Linked DNA regions of Capra hircus: region 1 is linked to region 2. The links are chromatin contacts, called in public Hi-C maps. All regions are on one chromosome and are shown on one strand. The core of a region is the stretch at or near the end of the contact, and the rest is flanking DNA. Distances in the headings are between cores, read along the strand shown. Region 1 overlaps PSKH1 (serine/threonine-protein kinase H1). Region 2 holds the start of TSNAXIP1 (translin-associated factor X-interacting protein 1).

Evidence for each region. Hi-C and Micro-C count contacts between places; a contact is called where the count stands out from the background.
Region 1: a Hi-C map of blood shows a contact between it and region 2, with 2.4 times the contacts expected there. The contact joins the enhancer-like site here to the promoter of TSNAXIP1 in region 2. A contact is called at or near these places in 2 of 5 Hi-C or Micro-C datasets (blood and liver).

What each region holds. Positions count from the first base shown.
Region 1 is chr18:36,673,981-36,679,610 of ARS1.2, forward strand. It overlaps PSKH1 (serine/threonine-protein kinase H1), which reads left to right. Exons shown (of 3, transcript XM_018062173.1): 3 at 1,850-4,119. The coding sequence ends at 2,167. Among named protein-coding and RNA genes, the nearest start is that of PSMB10, 8.4 kb to the right of the region's middle. Within about 2 kb of position 3,356, at least 2 of the 5 cell types and tissues checked have an H3K27ac peak or open chromatin away from gene starts, as enhancers often do.
Region 2 is chr18:36,584,953-36,590,295 of ARS1.2, forward strand. TSNAXIP1 (translin-associated factor X-interacting protein 1) reads left to right here and starts at 2,152. Exons shown (of 16, transcript XM_005692462.3): 1 at 2,152-2,672; 2 at 4,101-4,203. The coding sequence starts at 2,626. RANBP10 (ran-binding protein 10) reads right to left here and starts at 2,099. Exons shown (of 14, transcript XM_005692156.3): 1 at 1,756-2,099; 2 at 876-987. The coding sequence starts at 1,990.

The sequences.
Region 1 (5,630 bases), core at 2,106-4,605, 90 kb after region 2:
GCCCCGAGCTACACAGGCCCGCCTGCAGGGAAACTGGACCAGGCTGCCGGTGTGGGCGGGCTGTTGCTCCCTGCTCTCCCTCACTGCTCTTAGCACAGGACTTAGGGTCCCTAACTGCCCGCCTCCTGGAGGCCAGTAGCTCCCCAGGAATCACTGGGAGCTGGCCCATTGGTGAGGAGGACCCTAGTACGTAGCTGTTTAGAAACGTGGGCTTTCAGTCACTTTCTTCCAGTTTGGCTCAGTAGAAGTTGATTTGAGATTTGCTTTCCAAAGGGCAAGTAATGATAACAACTCCACGTTGTCCTATCCTGTCTTCAGGACTCCAGATGGGTCTTTTCTTTGTCTCCTACCCCTCCCCACCCACTGCTCCCCTGCCCCCTATCAGTACATCAGCATCAGTGGGGAAGGGCTTGGGGAAGAGTTGGAGCTCAGAGAAGCCAGAAGCAGGGTGGTGATGGTGTGTAAGAGTTTCTGCTGGGTGGACATGCAGCCACCCCCAGTGTGGGCTCTCAGACTTTCCTGAGTCCCTTGGTGTATGTGTTCAGGGGTTCCTTAAGGTGAAGAGCACCATGGGGTAGACCAGGCAGACCACCCTCTCACCTCACAGAAAGGAGGGTGATGGTCTCCCTTACCTCCCAACCAAGCCGTCTGGAACAGGCTCAGCAAAAGTCCAAGCCACCTACCCTTTGGAGAGTGTCAGACCCCGTGCCAGAGTGCTCCCAAGAGAGGCAGGGACTCAGAGCAGTGCTGCATGCACCCTCCTTCAGCAGAGTAACTTGAGGGCCTGGGCCATGTCCTAGAAGCAGCTGCAGGAGAGAGTACCCATCAGGTGCCATGCATGGGTTGTTTACTCACTGAGTCTCTCTCTGCTGAGTGCCTCCTTTATACCCAGCAATAGGCACTGATGACTAGCTGAGCATGGTCTAATGAGCACAGTAAACTTGAAATTGTTGGAATAATTGTTTAGACTTGGGGCTAAGAGGGAGTATGAGCAAATGTCTTTTAACCTGAGAACTGGGGATTCAGCCAGGTGAAGGGTTGTGCAGGCTGAGACCTGGAGACAGACAGCTGCTTGGTGTGTAGCTGTGATGAGGCAGCCACACACCACGAGGGTGCATGTAGCTGAGCAGGCTTTGTGCTGAGGAAAGAATACACTAAGATGAGGCTGGTACAGGACACTGCCAGGAGTGCTGTGTGACTTAGGGAAGTCATGCAGACATGAGAAGTACCCCTGAGAAGGGTCCCAGTCCTTGCTGGGCTCCTGCGATCCCCCTGCCCTCCCATCAGGTGAAGAAATCTAGTTGCCTTGAATTTTTCCCTCTTCTCTCCATGGCTGAGAGGCTGAGGCTGATGCAGAGAATGCGGTGTTCATTTTGGCCACTCTTTCAGTTGGAGAGAGGACGGGCCCTCTCTGTAAGGACTAAGAAGTGGCCTGGAATGGGGTGTCTGGGGATGTGAGCTTAAGTGCAGCTTAAGATGTGGTGGAAGATTTGGTCATTCTCATTAGATCCCCCTGAGTTGCACTGTCCTAGGGTAGGATGGGTGGTCTTGACTGGGGCTACCTCCTTGAACTAGGCTTTGAGTCCAGGGCACCTTAGAAGTTTGTTCCTTGGGGAGGGGTGAGTCCTTCTCCTGTCACACTCCATGTCACCTGGAGAGTAGCCTCTGCTCAGCACTGGGTGGGAAGGGGAGGCTCAGAATGATCTACATGGGAGGAGCGGGACATTGCCTCTCTGGGGGGCAAGCGCAGGGCTGCTGGACAGGTCTTGAGTGCTGTGTGGGTGACATCTTCGTCCTGGGGAGGGCAGTGATTAGTGTGCTCGCTCTAATGCTTGTCCTTGGTCTCTAGCCCTGGCCCAGTGTGTCCAACCTGGCCAAGGACTTCATTGACCGCCTACTGACGGTGGACCCTGGCGCCCGTATGACTGCACTGCAGGCCCTGAGGCATCCATGGGTGGTGAGCATGGCAGCCTCTTCGTCTATGAAGAATCTGCACCGCTCCATCTCCCAGAACCTCCTCAAACGTGCCTCCTCACGCTGCCAGAGCACTAAATCTGCCCAGTCCACGCGGTCCAGCCGTTCAACACGCTCCAACAAGTCCCGCCGAGTGCGGGAGCGAGAGCTGCGGGAGCTCAACCTGCGCTACCAGCAGCAGTACAACGGCTGAGCTGCCAGCGGGATGCAGACATGGCGGGCCCCAGCCGGGGCACACACTGCTGGGCCCAGCGGCCTCTCTAGAGATAGACCTGCATGGTCCAGGGTAGGTGAATGGCCCTAGCCCCTTCTCTGTGCCTGCAGCGCCCCCATCTTCACTCTGGGCCTCAACCTGGTGCGACAGAGCGGAGGGAGTCCTGGGCCCTATGAGCCCCGAACCTGATTTGGCACAGATGCTCCTCTCGGTGGACAAGTGCTCTGGTATATATTGGGGGAAGGGCGGGACTTGGCCTTCAGTCTCACCTCTTTCTTGGCTCTCCCCCAGACCAAAGGGGCATGCACTGCCAGCTAGAGGGTATCCTGTGGTCTCAGGACTCTTTGGGACAGTTACTTCTGGAACTCCCCTTTCCTCTACCAAGCCTTCCTCCCTAACCCCCTGCCCCCATGTTTCATGGCATCCTGACCCCCATGATTATGCTCTAGTGAGAGGCCCAGGTAGGCCCATAACTTGTGCCTTGGCTGGACTTTCAGCCCCTGGCTAAGTCTAAACAGTCTTCCACCTCCCAGCCCAAATCTGTCTTCCTTCCCGGTGTCCCCAGGGACCCCTCCTGGCCCCAGAACTTGCCAGGATCTCTCATGGGAAGGCCGTGGAGTGGCCCTTGGCCCTCTGGACTGTGTGGCTGCGTTGGTAGCAGGCTTGCTCCAGGCTCCAGCCTCTGGCCATGAGGGTTCCCGCCACCAGTCCACCATCCTCAGTGCCTTCTTTGCAGAGCCTCCTATCACCTCACTCTCTCCCTTGGATGCCCGTTCTTTCTATTCCCCAGGTGCCTCCTTCCCAACTGTGGGGGGTTAAAAGGAGCCCCACTGCTGCTACCTGGGGGATGGGGCACCTGGGTCAAAGCAAAGGACGGGGGCTTCTGAGGGAGAGCCCCATCCGGATTCCAGCATCAGCCCTGGTTCCAACCTTGGTGCTGCCGGTTGTTGCCTCACTTCAGGCGCTGCTCTTCCCTCCTTTGCAGCTGCACAAAGGCGCCATCTAGTGTCGGGCACTCGTATGGACAGCCTAGGAATGCCCACTGTGCTCTCCTTTTATCCTCCAAGAGGAAGTGGGAAGGAAGGAAGGTCCTGGGACTGCTCAACTGTCTCCCTTTCTGCTGAGCTTCTGTTGCAGCTCCCCCCTGGAACTTAGCCATACTGTGTGACCTGCCTCTGAACCCTGAATGCGTGGGGGCACTGCCCTCCTCACGGTGGCCTTGCTTGGTCCACCCTGTCCCTGCTTCTTTTCACAGCATTACCTTTCCATTCTGGGCCCCACTGAATCTCCGTCTGGAGGGAGCCCCATGAGAGGTGGGTGAAATTGGATGACTGCTTTCCCAGAGGTCTGAGCAAGACCATCCCCCGTCAGTCTTGTGCCTCCCCTCCACCACAGATGGGGGCTGGAGTCCAAGCCCTCTCCCTCCACAGCTGCTCTCTGCAGGTGGGGAGGAGCCAGGGCCCAGCTTTAGCTTTAGCTGGACTGCGGGTCCCCTGCCAGTGGGGAGGGTTTGGCTCTCAGTTCCTTATGGTGGGTTCCCTTGGGCCAGGCCCTCAACTTTTTGCATGTGCCACCTTCAGTGGGCACCACGCCCAAAGAGACCACTCTGGGCCACATCACCTGTGCCTTGTACACCCGCTCCTCTGTCTCCAGTGCTCCTTGCACGAGGCAGTGGCAAGCCCAAGTCCCCTGTCCTCAGAATTCCCCCCACTTCCCCGGGTGCCTCTGGGGATTTATTTCCCCTTGGCCAGGATGCACCTGGTCCTGAGAGTAGGACCGAGGAAGTTTGGAGACTTGGGCCTTTGTGACGCCATGGACTGTGGATGGAGAATGTGCAGTTATTTATTTTGTGTACTCAGTCTGTAAAGGTATCCTCTGTACTCAATAAACAGGCTGCCTTCCCCAGGGAAAGCTGCCGCTTCATTCTGACAGCCCGGCCTCCTTGCTGGGGACCAAGGGGTTGCCCAGGAGGTGGGGATGGGGAACTCAGCCCAGACGCAGCTAGTCTAGCAGGTTCTTGACTCCTCAGCATGTGTTGGGCCAGAGGACAGAGTTCACTTGGGGAGTGGGACCCCCAGAAGCCTCTCCTTTTTCCTGAACCAGGAAGACAGAATAGACAGCAGGACTGGGAGTATTTATTAGACCCCAGCGGAGCCTGTGTGGGCTCAGTTGTAGGCTGTGGCCTGATTGACCCAGGTACCAAACCTGCTGAAGGAGTGTACATGGCAGGCGCGAGCACACTGCAGTCCCTGGTGCCCCAGGAGACCATATCAGTGAGCACCCATGTGTTCCCCTTCTGGCAGACAAGCAGGCCTCCAGAGTCACCCTGGCGGAAGGAGAGGGGAGAAGTCTGCATGCAGGTGGGAGTACCACAGGAAAGTGCCGAGGACAGGACGGGGCCAGTGCTCACCTGGCGCAAGGAGGCCCCTGCACAGATTGTGGAGCTGGTGAGCATGAGCCCTGGTACTGCTGACACTGTCTCTCGGTGAGCAGGGCAGAGCTGGCTGCCGCAGGTGTGCCCGAGTCACACTGCCTGTGGGCCGGGCGGGGCTGCTTATGCCCCACATGGCTTGCCCCTACCCTTCCCTTCCACCCAGATCTTTGACCCAAGTTCCTACCCACACCACTGAGGCACCCAGCCATGTGAGGAAGCCGGGAAAACTGGTGAGGTGCACATTGTGTACTGGGCTGGAGAGGAGAGTGTCAGTAATATGAGATCATTGTTCATGGTGGTGGGATTCCAGGAAGGGTGCCTGTGAAGCCAGGAAGGGGCCGTGCAGGATGGGCGTGGGCACAGGCCCCCAGGGTGATGGGTGCCAGGGGTTAGACCAGGGCATCCTGTGAGTTCCTCACCCCTAGGGCCTACACACCTACACTGCCCACCCTTCCTTTCCCGTCTGCAGCCCAGGCACAAGATGGACAGACCTGCAAAGGCTCAGCACCAGATGCTAGGTTGTATTCACCCAGGATGACAAAGTGGCAGCCAGGGCTCCAGTGAGAGTGGGGCTGGGCAGCCAGAGGGAGGGCAGAGTGACAAGAGAGGGGCCTCCAGAGCAAGGTGGTGGGGAGGTGGGGCAGGGGTGGTACAGGGAGAGGGGAAGCAATCCCACAACGTTGCAGTGGGCAGCCGTGACTGCCCAGGACTGGCCAGTGACAGACCCACCGCAGAAGCAGAAGCCTTTGCTGTCCTGGGGTCAGGGGTTAGCAGTGGGGGTGGGCCCAGGCTAAACCCAGGCATGAAACACCTGACATCCTGCCCCACCGCAGGGTCCTGTACCTACGGGGACACGTCCCAGGGCCAGGGGCCCAGCACTGCCTTCTTCCCATTGACAGTACTCTGGCTGAAGTGCAGCGCTGGTTTAATGGCAAGAACGCCACAGCCTGGCCATTGGACTGGAAAGGACCTGCTTCCCGCATCCCAGCCCACTTCTCCTCTCCTCCT
Region 2 (5,343 bases), core at 902-3,401:
TGTATTTTATAACTTAAACACCTGCTTTGTGATAATCACCAGAAAAAAAGAGGCAAACTAGGAGAAGAAAAGGAAGAGAAATGAAAAATTTCCCCTCTGATTTCCTATATCTGCTTAGATCACCCTAAACTAGGGAGCCTCCCCAATGCTGACTTTAATGAGGACCTTCCTAAAGCTGGTCCAACTGGTGTTCAAGTCACTGGACTGAAAAACAAGTTTATGAGTAGCAAGGTCACCTGATTCTGACCATGTCCATGCTGTTTACCCTAAGATGACAGGCCAGTGGTTGCCACAGCTTTGATAAATGCTGCAAAGACTCTACTATCTCTTTGAAGTCCCCAGGGGCCTCTACATGACTAAATGCCATAAAAAGGAACCTTGAATACAGCAACAGTGTGAAAGGAGGGAAGTAACAAACACCACATAACAGTGGAGGAACTTCATTCCAGACGCTGAACTGTTAATGTAAACTTGTTACTTGTTTCCCTGACTTGTGAGGGAAACAGTCATTACATCATCACCAAAGAGAAGCCCCTCTTCTACAAAATGTACCTGCTGCTGCTAAGCCACTTGAGTCGTGTCCGACTCTGTACGACCCCAGAGACGGCAGCCCACCAGGCTACCCCGTCCCTGGGGTTCTCCAGGCAAGAACACTGGAGTGGGTTGCCATTGCCTTCTCCGACAAAATGTACCTACTTGCCATCAAAAGCTACTGCTTAGACCAGGTCATGACCACAGCCAGGTAACAGGCACCCACTACTCAACCCTTTGCAGCTCAGCAGCTCATACAGGCACAGGTGTCAACCAGGAGACCTCAAACTCTGACCACAGGGAACAGCTCAGTGTTGGGGGCAAGGTGGTCAGAAGGGGCTTACCCATCTCTTCCTTTGCTGACAATCTTCACCTCAAAGTAATAAATGCCACAGGCAGCAGGTATGGGGTGGGTGGCACGCACTGACGCCGCATCTTTGTGATTTTTGCCATGACCTAATAGAAGAGGACAAGGAAGAAATTTCAGCAGAGGGACATACAAATGGAAGCCTCATTCCTCTCTGCTCCATGGCAACTTTACCCCTTCATGGCCAGAGGAAGCCCTTACACAGTCCAAGAAATAATTAGACAACAACTAAGCAAATACATAAACCTCCCACCTTTGGTTCACCTCCTCCTAAGCACAGCAGCCCGGCCTGGGACTCTGTCCACCACAGAAACCACAGGAGGGTACATGCAATGTGGGTGCCTACATAAGAGACTTCCTCAGGATACACGCAGCCCACTCCGAAGAATAGGGGAGGGAGAGGCAGCCCTGGAAGATGCCCCTACGATTTGGGGCAGAACCTCAGGCCCTGTCTGGGATGTCTGGCAGGTGAGGAAGCTCATGGACCTCTGGTTGATGGAGGGGATGTGACCACCCTTTTCTTTAGACACTTTTGAAACTCAGCAGTGGTAAAGGGCTCAGCTAGAGTCCCTAGAGCTATCTCAGGACAAGCAGGAAGACCCTGGGAAGAAGGTCCAGCCCAGAACTGGTTCGGACACCTGTTGCGGTTCTCCTGACACCGGGTGTCTCAGGGCAGAGCAGACAAGGCAGTCAATCACTGGCCTGGTCAGCTCCACCACCCTAGACACCCTACAGGAGCTAAGGCCCAACCCGGAGCACCCGAGCTGGGGAAGGGACATGATGGAGCACCGGCCGGGCAGCACAGCTACCCCGAAGACACTCTGGTCTTTTCCTCCCCTCGGCCAGAAGGCCGATACCTTTATAGTGGACGCGGAGGTTGCCCTGGGAGAGGCCGATGTAGTTGTACTTGTCCTTGGGGCTCCAGGAGCGCGGCAGCGGCGTCTCGTGCTGGTTGACAGCGGGATACAGGCGCTGCAAGCGCCGGCTCAGTTCCTGCTCTCCTGGGGACGGCAGCCCGCACCCAGCGGCCCCGCCGGAGGAGTCTCCAACCTGAGGGCTCCCAGCTCCCGGGTCCGCCGTCGCCGCCGCCATCTTGGAGGGAGCTGCTATTGTGTCACTGGGGGCGGGGAAGAGCAGGACCAGATCCGCCCCGCTCAGCCAATGACCAGAGAGCCAACCAGGGCCGCAGGGAAACCGAGTCCCAGTCCTGCAACTCGCTTTGGACCCTGCCACGCCTCGCCACATTTTGGACTCCACTTCCCATAATGCAGAGTTCTCCAGGGGCGGACCAGCTCAGGCTGGTGGGGATTTCTGGGAGATGTAGTACAAACCTGCTCAGCCATAAGCCTGCTCAGCTAAGACATTGAGATACCGAAAACTACAATTCCCGCTGGCAACGCTGCTCCGGCCTCTCAGCTCACCTCCCTCCCCCGTGGCCTCTGTTTATGCCCCAGCCTCAGCTCCGGTCGCTAGGGTCATATCCGCTGTAATGACTGACTCTAAGGAGACCCTCAGTCCCTATTCCCCGTCCGAGCATACCTTCGCTGCTTGGCTTTCCTCCCGGCGCGCGGGAGCCGGATTCGAGGGCGTGACACAATCCTGATCCCGCCCCCGCCGATGGGCTGCTGGGATCTGGTCGCCATGGTGACGGACTGTACACTAGCACAGCTTCCCAGGCCGCGGGTGCGGGCTGCCCGGGTGCCCGACTGCCCGGCTGCCCTAGGGTCATGGACTCTCAGAACTCGCAAACCCTCAACTTCCCCACCACGTCGAGGTAGGCGCTTGGCGGTGTGAGGCCGGAGAGGAGGCTTTGCGTACTTCCAGAAAGAGAAAGGGTACCTGCTTCAGACCTCTGCACCTCCTGCCTTTTTCTATTGGTCTGGGCCTCCAGCCCCACAGGAACAGTGGTACAGAAACAATCTCAGATGATTTGTCAGCGCAGGAAGGTGGTTACATTCTAGTAAAAGGGTAAAGTGGAAGTGGAAGTCACTCAGTCGTGTCCGACTCTTTGCTACCCCATGGACTATACAGGCCAGAATACTGGAGTGGGTAGCCTTTCCCTTCTTCAGGGAATCTTCCCAACCCAGGAATCCAACCCAGGTCTCCCGCATTGCAGGCGGATTCTTTACCAGCTGAGCCACAGGGGAAGCCCAGTAAAAGGGGAGGCGCACTTTATCATTAGTAACAGCCGGCTTTTTCCTGTTAAGCGTGCATTAAGTGCCAAGTGCTCCATACACCATATTTAACCCTCACAGCAACTCTATGAGGTGGTAATATCACCGTTTTACAAACAAAGAAATAGAAGTCTGAAGAGATCATGTGTTTTACACATGTTTATAAGTCATGGAGCTGGTATTTGATCTCAGCCATGGGAGTCTCTAGATTTGAGCTCTTAGCCACAGGATAAACAGCCTCTTTACCCACTGGCTGAAGATAAAAAAGCATCTGTAAGCAGCCCAAGAACATCCTATAGCCTTAAGGTAGCACCTTCACAGGTGCAGCATCTGGACACTCCAAATATGATGATAACAAGCTCCTATAGCCAGAAAAGCCACAGCCAAATAAATATTTTTAAAAAAATTAAAAAATAAAACACTAGAACTTCTCAGAGGATTATGTGTTTAAAAAAAAAAAAAAGATTTGTCTCCATCTCCTTGTAAGGAAACTGGGCTGAGTGAAGTTAAATTACATGCCCAAGAGGATTCCTGTTAGAAGATAGATGTCAGCCTCTGGGTCCTATCAACTAGTAAGTAGAAAGTAGTAAGTACAAGCTCAAGACTCTCACCCTGACTCTTGACTCCAGACTCTGTACTTCTTGTCCTATAGCACCTGCCTTTGGTATCACACCCCTAGAATGTGCTGGTAATGTACATACAGTGATCATTAGAGCCACAGATGAATGCTGAAGGAAGTGTAGGCCTGCATGGTTTTATGGGTTCCTGGCAAGGGGTGTTATACCACTGCAGAATACATGAGATTCCAGTGATGAGGAGAATGTTTCTGGGAATGTGGAAAAATACTTTGAGCCCAGAATTGGGAGCTTGTTGACAGCACCTTTGGGAATCTGGCGGCAGCACTGGGAAGACCCAGAACCTGCCTTGGAGGAGAGAGGAGCCCATGTCTTGTGGTTCTGGGAAGGGTGGAAGTGCACTCCCCACTCAAGGCTCTGTCACCCACCCTTTCTTTCTCCTTCTCTGTGCAGAGCACACCTGCGGCCTTTAGGAGTGTCCATAGATGATTCCCTCTTCACAGAAACCAAGAATACCCAGAAACGCAAGCTTTCTCAGAAACGGAAGACACTGCTGGTTAGTGGCAATGTCCTGTGGGATCTCTAAATTTTGATCCCCAGTCAGGGGTGTGTCAGAGGCCAGGCCCACCAGCCTCTGAGGTGGGAGCATGCACACTTGCCACACCTCACCTGAAAAACCTTCCCAGACCAGCCCTTTCCCACAGATAACCTTCTCTTGCAACACAGCATTCTGGAGTGGACCTCATTTCTTCATCCAGCCTACCACGTGCCAGGCATTGTGCTTGGTGCTGCGACGGTCCCACCAGATCTATCAGGGTCTTTTAGAACTATGACTGTATCTTTTTTGTCTTTACAGCCCTAGTGCCTGATGTAGTACTTGAGTGGCTGCTACAATGTGTGCCATAACTGCTGTGAGTAGGTGTGTGAAGGCAGTAGCAAAGGATGTTCATCCACTGTGTTGCTGGCTCTGCACTGGAAGTAGGGACTCTATCAGTCTCAGGACAGTCTCTCCTTCCATTCCTGTTCTTTGACGTTTTTATATAAAAATGAATGCTGGGGAACTCCCTGGCAGTCCAGTGGTTAGGACTCTACACTTTCACTGCAGTGGGGAATGAGTGCCATCGCTGATTCTCCCCACAAATTTTAAAAAATGCTATGTTATTAAGATTTAGGAGTTTTGTTGATATGATCGTAAGATTGTTATTACTATTTAATCAGCAAACAGCCATTGTCCAAAAATCACAGGTAAAAAAACACATCTGAGCAAACTTGTAAGTCCAGCTCACCGTGGATAATTGTGGGCTGTGGTAGTTTTCCACTACACACTTAGGTGAGTGTGTCTTATGTAGATGGGAACGTGAGCTGTAGGTACCCTTTGTGAGGCTGGCGACTTCAAACATCAAAAACCTGATATCAGGGCGAGAAAGGGTAGTGTGGACTCTAAGCGGAGACCAAGCGCAGCCACATTACCGCATGATCCGGATTACTTGGGGCTCCCTGCCCCTCCAGCTGCCACCTACTCAGTGGGAGTGGGACCAGGCTCTCACTCCCTTTATTTTGCTCGTCGACAGTGATACCGTACTCACCCACCAGGGGGCGTTGCACTCTCCTGCAGTCCCTCCGACCCCCGGGCCGCCCTTCCCGTTTTCACCCGCAGGGGGAAGCAGAGAGCACAGCTCACTGGAACACCGCCTTC